Linked DNA regions of Anas platyrhynchos: region 1 is linked to region 2. A link is a contact called in public Hi-C data. All regions are on one chromosome and are shown on one strand. Each heading gives the region's core, a stretch centred on a gene start, on an enhancer-like site or on the middle of the called end of the contact. The rest is flanking DNA. Distances are from core to core; before and after follow the strand shown. Region 1 overlaps RASSF8 (Ras association domain family member 8). Region 2 overlaps RASSF8 (Ras association domain family member 8).

Region 1 (3,414 bases), core at 120-2,619, 74 kb before region 2:
AATCTTCAGCAAATCATGCCAGCTTTTGCTTATCCCCCCTTCCCTCCTTCCCGCTGTGCTTATACTGGTTGTGACAGCCTCCTACAGAAGTTGAGAGCAAAGCATTCTTTGTTCCTTTAGAAAAAGTAGATATTGTCAGTTTGTGGGTTTTGTTAATACTAAGCTTAAAGCCATAGCATGTAACTTGGCACTTAGCGAATTCATAGCTATTCTCCATTAGACTAATGCTAATGTTAATTCTGATTAGTGTGGTATTAAGTGTGTGTGTGTGTGTGTGGGGGGGGGGGGGGGGGATAAAGAAAGCAATTTTCAATTACAATAGGGGGGAGAGCATTTTTTTTCCCCCTGTTCTTTAATAAATTTGCCTGGTCTCTTGGTAAGTGTCTTTTGAAGGCCTGTGAGATCTCTGATCCTTGTCTTGGTTCTTCTGCTTCTATGTAACATGCGAAGGAAAGAAAACCAGTAATGAACTCAGGAGATGTCTGCACGTGTCAGACTCTTTCTGAAGAAGAAAGTAGAAAGATGCCAGAACTAATAAGGTATAAAAGACGATATTGGGAATCAAGGTACCAATAGCTTAAATGCACCTTTGAGGTTGTATGGCTAGCAATATTAATTTAGCCACACTACCTAGAATAATTGGCATGCTAAGAGAAACATATGGCAGTAATGGAATGCCCTTATCCATGCCCATCAGAAAGTGATTGTGTGGCTCTTTTAAGCATGTTCTCACTCATCAGAATTGCTCCCCTGGTATAAATGCTTGCTTTGGGTTTCATCCAAGGCTTCAGGTCAATCAAAGCCTTTGCACTGGTGTCATTGGGAGTGAGGACAGAAACTTTTAATGAATAGCTACATGCTTGATGCTGTGTATTTCAAGTAGTGGAATTGGCACAGACGAGCAACAGGAGTAACAGTCATTGAATACAGCGCAGTGCTTTCATGCTATTAATGGGATTGGAATTGGTAACCTGATACTCCAAAGAGATAACAAAGGCTATTTATCATACAAGGGAACAATGATTTTGAAGGAGCTGGGAAATAGCTTAGTGAAATCTTTCATTAGGACTTGTTCCGGTGAAGAAGATCTGTCAGAAAATGACTGAATTAACAAGAATTTACAAAATAGTCTGAATAGAGAAGTCATTTTCTTATTACCAGTGTTGCTGTACTGCAGTTCCTGTGCTTGTTTACCAGCTTACTTGTTTACTCATATTTTAAATTTTGCTTTTGTTTCAAACTGAGATACAATGTAAATAAAAGTGTTTGGGCTTTGCGCCTTCCAAGAATGGAAGACTTAGGGGGAGGGGGTGACAAAATGAAATGATATGTGAAAAGCTTATCTGTGGTATGTGACCTTTCCTTCTTTCCCAAGAGCAGACCAGAAAGCAACCAACTTAATATAAAAGACAGCAGCAGTCCATGGGATTAAACTATGCTGCATGAGATTGTCAAAGAACTTTCTCAGAGGCCTTTTAATACAAGTAGATACAAGATATCTGCAAGGGTGATCTAGTGCAAAAAAACTCAGTCCATCATTGTAACTCAAGATAATATTCTTCCCAAGGCTTGCTGCTTACCAGTAGGAAAAGCTGATTATCTGCCCCTTGCTTTTTAATGAGGCAGTGAAGCTTGCTGACTCTGTAGGCAAGTCTAGAAGATAAGGGGGCATACCTTTAAGAGGAGGGAAGAGCCATAAGGGAAGGCTAGATTGTGTCTGCTGTCAATAAACCGAAGCCCTGTGCACAAGGGGTCATGTTCTGTATCAGGAGCAAAGGGAAGAGGCTCATTCTTCCTAGATAAGGTGACAGGGAGCTGGGCTCTCACCATAAGCTAAGAACCATGCTTTATAAGGTATTCAAGTGGCATGTTTTGATTTATTTAAACTTTTAGCAAGACAGTTTTTGGGTGTTCAGTTTCTCAGGGCTTGCCAGTCTTCTGTTCTGAGGCACTGCAAAACAAATCATCAGCAATGAGATGTTACAGTAATACTACTGTAACAGGAGGCCTTGCATGAAATCCTGACCTGTATTGCCAGGTCCTGCTCGAATGCCTGGCCAGAGATGAGCCCTGTCCTCCTCTCATGGCGGGAGCATGCGGCCAGTGGGCTGCCCCCACGGTATGGCACTGGCAGAGCTGGAGTCACAGCGCAGGCCTGCTGAGTCCCGGGCCCAGCATAGTCCCCTTCCTGCATCGGCCATTATGGGTGACTTTGTAGCCGATCATTGCCTCCCCTTGTCTGCGTTGGTCAATGTACAGTTTGCATTGTGCCTCTTTAAAATGTGCTGTCCTAAACTCCGCATTGCCAATTTCCCACGGCACCTGCTAGCCTTCTGTTAACGCTTCTAATTTGGAATGGACTGTTTGTGTGCTCTGTGCCACTTCCCTCTGTTTGACTCTTCCTAAATACTTGTTCATGAGCCTTAAAGGTGTTTGTGGTAGCAGTGTAGTATTTGTTTTTGGAAGGGAGGGAGAGATACTGGAATGCTCTCTTCAAATCTCACAGCTGCAGATAGAGATATGCCTTTAACTCCCCCACTGCCCAGCTGTTCGGGGCCAGGGGTGGGGGGACGCTTGCTTTGCCATTTCCCCAGCCTGGAGCTGGTTTTAGCTTACACTGAGCACCTGTCCGCTTGTGATTCTGACATCCTGTCAGGACTCATTCCCTCTGCCCCTCAGAAGATTGTTTGTTTTGGGCAGCAATCTGCCTTATCCTGATAGGAAACTCAAGCCAGGAATTTTCCAGAATTGCTCCCCTCTCTCACATTGTCCTTCACTGACCTCTAATCTTTCTTGACAAGATGCTTAGTTTCACCTATCTGCTGCTTTACCCTCTCACTCTTCACCTTTAATTATTTTTCCAGGAGTGAGCTGCTTAGAAATATCAACCATTACAGATGTGCAGCAGTCAAATTCCTTAACTTTTTAAATCTTGAATCTAATACGAAAATGCTTATGGCAGGTGGATGTATTCTATGTCTATTACTTGTCACTGCAAAAATATCTGTCCTCAGCAGAGGTAAGTCAGCACAGTGGTTATACTTGCATATTACAGTATTCCCATGTTACTTGTAATAGAAGCCCTAATTCTCACTCTAAGCATAAACCACTGCTATAGTAAGAGCATGCAAGTTCAAACTCTTTTTGTGTAGAAAATGCTAATGACTTATATTGGTGTGTGTGTGTGTTTGTTTTTATGTGCTATAAGTGTAATATAGATAGAAGGAATTATAATGAAGTTTTGTCAGACTTAGGACTTTCTAATTGCTTGAGAAATAGTGTTACCTCTAAACAAGTCTTCTCTTCTGAAAGACTTAAATGATTTACCTCAACTTTTCTAAAAACGTATTTGCTTTAATTATGTGGGTAGTAGTAAAGATGACTGGATTTATTTAAATATACATGTGAAAGATA
Region 2 (3,380 bases), core at 212-2,711:
TCCCCCCTTTTCTGTTTTGCCTCTTACTATGTTTCTTTTAAGCAGTGCATTTAGTAGCAAAGTGCTAAGAACTTGCATGCTGACCACTCCCCTAGTGGTACCCTAATTACAATTTTAAGACTTATTTGAACCTGGCTGTTTCTGACACAACAAGAACACTAGTAGCATTACCATGTTTACAAGATGAAAGCTGAAAGCTTTTAAGATTAACAAAATAGAGTGGAAAATACAACCTTTGTCCTAGGATCTGTAGCACACTTTCATTTTTCTTCCTTGGGGTTTTATTGTTAGTACACTGTGGCAAACAGCACTAGGTTTATTTTTCCTATAATAACACTGATGCCTACTACAAACCATAAATCTTAATGGGTCAACGAACAATATTGTGGGTTGGTGAAACAAACAAATAAATAACATCTGACTTTGTATCTTGGCATAATAAACTTGGTTTTGAAGTAGTTTATGACAATAAACTTTTAGATCTGTTTCTGAAAATGTGGGCTAAGCACAGTAGTATGTTTATCGATAGACTTTCATTTTTCCCCAGTGCTTACCTCAAGTCGTTTATTTATAAGGCATTAGGGGAGGTGGAATGTTTCCATACTGCTTGCCCTGTTTTGCTGACTTCAATCATTTAAATCTTTGCATCTTCTTTGAGCTTTCACTCCTAACTTGGAAGTGAATGTGGATGCTTTGGCCTCTTATTTGGCCAGCTAACTATTGCTGGTGTGATCCACCAGCCAAAGCAATCTGCTTTCTAGATTGTGCCTGTCAAGCTGATTTTTGTTGTTGTCTTCATCATGAACTACTTGTGAGAAAGTGAGATCAGAGGAGCCATTTCCAGCAAACTACCCGTTCACCTGGGGAGCTCTTTCAAAGGCTGGTCTGATGCTAGCAGATTTTAGGGGGCTACACCATGTGTCAATTGGTGTGGCAGAGCTTGCCTCCTACGGACTGGAGGTGGGGAATCTGTGCGAGTGTTGCGGTTGGAGGCCAGAGGCAGACTTCCAGCCCAAGACTGTACCTTGGGGGAAAGTGCAGGTGGAGAAAGTGAACAAAACACATCAGATGGACATCAGACACCTTTATTCCAACTCCCCCAACTCATAGTTGCATAAATGACTGGCATTTCAAGCGTGTATGTGCTGACATAAGTTACCATTTAAATGATGGCCTGTCGTGGCAGTGGATATGTGTATGGCATTAAAATAGCAAACGATGTGTTTAGGGCTAGCGGTAACCACAGAACCGTTCCAAAATCCCCTGGGATAACGCGTGCTTTAAAACCAGTCGATTTTCGGCACCTTTTTGCCCGCGACGCCGTGGGCTTTCGCCCTCACGACGGAGACCGCGCGGTGTGGGTCGGTCCGTCCGTCCGTCCGTCCGTCCGTGGGGGCGCCCCGCGGGCCGTGCCGGGGAAGGGCCCCCCGGAGCCGCCGATGGGGCCGGCGGCGGGCCCTGCCCTACCCGGGGCGGCGGCGCCCCCTGGCGGGGCGGCCGCTGACGCCTGTCCCTGTTCCTGTCCCTTCAGGGCGCACCGGTCGCTACGCGCTGATCGAGAAGTGGCGGGACACCGAGCGGCACCTGGCGCCCCACGAGAACCCCGTGGTGTCGCTCAACAAGTGGGGGCAGTACGCCAGCGACGTGCAGCTGATCCTGCGCCGCACCGGGCCCTCCCTGAGCGAGAGGCCCACCTCGGACAGCGTGGCTCGCGGCCCCGAGAGGACTTTGTACCGGCAGAGCCTGCCACCCCTGGCCAAGCTGCGGCCTCCAAATGACAAAGCCATGAAGCGGAGGGAGCCGAAAAGGAAGTCCCTGACCTTCACTGGTGGGGCGAAGGGGCTAATGGACATCTTCGGTAAAAGTAAGGAGTCTGAGTTCAAGCAGAAGGTGCTCAACAACTGCAAAACGACGGCAGAAGAGCTGAAGAAGCTGATTCACCTCCAGACAGATAAACTGCAGTGCATTGAGAAGCAGCTGGAGTCCAACGAGGCGGAGATCCGGTACTGGGAGCAGAAGTACAACTCCAGTCTGGAGGAAGAAATCCTCAAGCTAGAGCAGAAGATCAAAAGAAACGAAGTAGAGATCGAGGAGGAAGAGTTCTGGGAAAACGAGCTGCAGATCGAGCAAGAGAACGAGAAACAGCTAAAGGAGCAGCTCCAGGAGATGAGGCAGAGGATCCTAGAATGCGAGAGCAAGCTGAAGGACTACGTGTCGCAGATCCACGATATGGAGAGTGGCCTCGAAGCGGAGAAGTTGCATCGGGAAGTTCAAGAATCCCAAGTGAATGAAGAAGAGGTCAAAGAAAAGATTGAGAAGGTGAAAGGTGAAATTGATATTCAGGGCCAGCAAAGTTTACGATTGGAAAACGGCATCAAAGCTGTAGAAAGATCTCTGGGCCAAGCTACCAAACGGTTACAGGTAAGAACAACCTTTTTATCTATGGCTAAACAGAAGTCAAAAACCTGATTATAACATTTTTTTTTTCTAGCACAGATTTCAAGCTGACAAAGGAATGCATAAGGAACTTTCCATGGTGAACTTGGGTAAAAGGAAGAAAAAGTTGCTTCCATTTTCAAATTGCGATTCAGATTGCTTTGAAGAACAGTCAATTTTAATTTTATCTATCACAGACAACCTCTCCTTATTCACATGCAGGCTAAGTTCCTTCCCCATCAGTTAGAGCACGTTTGCTGCCATTCACTGACTGCTCAGTGACCTCTGAGAAATCATTCAGAGCATATCTTCACCATACAGTGGAGTGTGATAGCAAAATACCAGAGCTAGTATCAGCCAAAGTAGCTGAGGGCAATGCAGCCGCATCCATGGCAATGCATCTGGCCCCTTTGCCCTGCTGTGAGGGAGTGTTCATTACCTCAGTGTAGCACTGTTACGCTGGTGAGTCTGCATTGTTCCACAGCTCAAAAAAAAAAAATCTCTTGCATGAACAATAGCACATTCAGCGCTAGCCGAGGGATGGTTGTATTGCAGGGTGCTGAACAGGACCATAGTGCTCTTGGCCGAACTCTTTTAAAAGCATTTGTCTTCAAACCTCTGTTGATTTAGGGTTAGATAACTTGAGAATTTAGGCCCCAGCTCTTGGCAGATCAGTGCATTATATTAAGTTTCAGGGAAACTGGCACCACCATAGCCTTTTCTGAAGCTAAACTTCGGATTGTTGTTGGTTATTTCTGCTACCAAAGATGATGAATTAAAAAGTACAGTCCAAAAGCAGCATCTGGATAGTAGATGGATGTAGAGTTAAAACAGCTGCTATCTTACAAGGACATTGTTTTAAAGAGCAGCATCTCCCTTTTCCTGTCCAGCTTGCCAGTGTTCAGGATTTTCTCTCCACATCAGGCAGTTGTGGCACGTGTCAC

Evidence for each region. Hi-C and Micro-C count contacts between places; a contact is called where the count stands out from the background.
Region 1: a contact with region 2 is called in a Hi-C map of liver, with 4 times the contacts expected there. The contact joins two enhancer-like sites. A contact is called at or near these places in 3 of 8 Hi-C or Micro-C datasets (F5 follicle, liver and skeletal muscle).

Annotation. Positions count from the first base shown.
Region 1 is chr1:75,453,681-75,457,094 of IASCAAS_PekinDuck_T2T, reverse strand. All of the region lies in intron 1 of RASSF8 (Ras association domain family member 8), which reads left to right. Among named protein-coding and RNA genes, the nearest start is that of RASSF8, 7.2 kb to the left of the region's middle. Within about 2 kb of position 1,369, at least 1 of the 8 cell types and tissues checked has an H3K27ac peak or open chromatin away from gene starts, as enhancers often do.
Region 2 is chr1:75,379,807-75,383,186 of IASCAAS_PekinDuck_T2T, reverse strand. It overlaps RASSF8 (Ras association domain family member 8), which reads left to right. Exons shown (of 6, transcript XM_027450014.3): 4 at 1,532-2,421. Among named protein-coding and RNA genes, the nearest start is that of BHLHE41, 29 kb to the right of the region's middle. Within about 2 kb of position 1,461, at least 1 of the 8 cell types and tissues checked has an H3K27ac peak or open chromatin away from gene starts, as enhancers often do.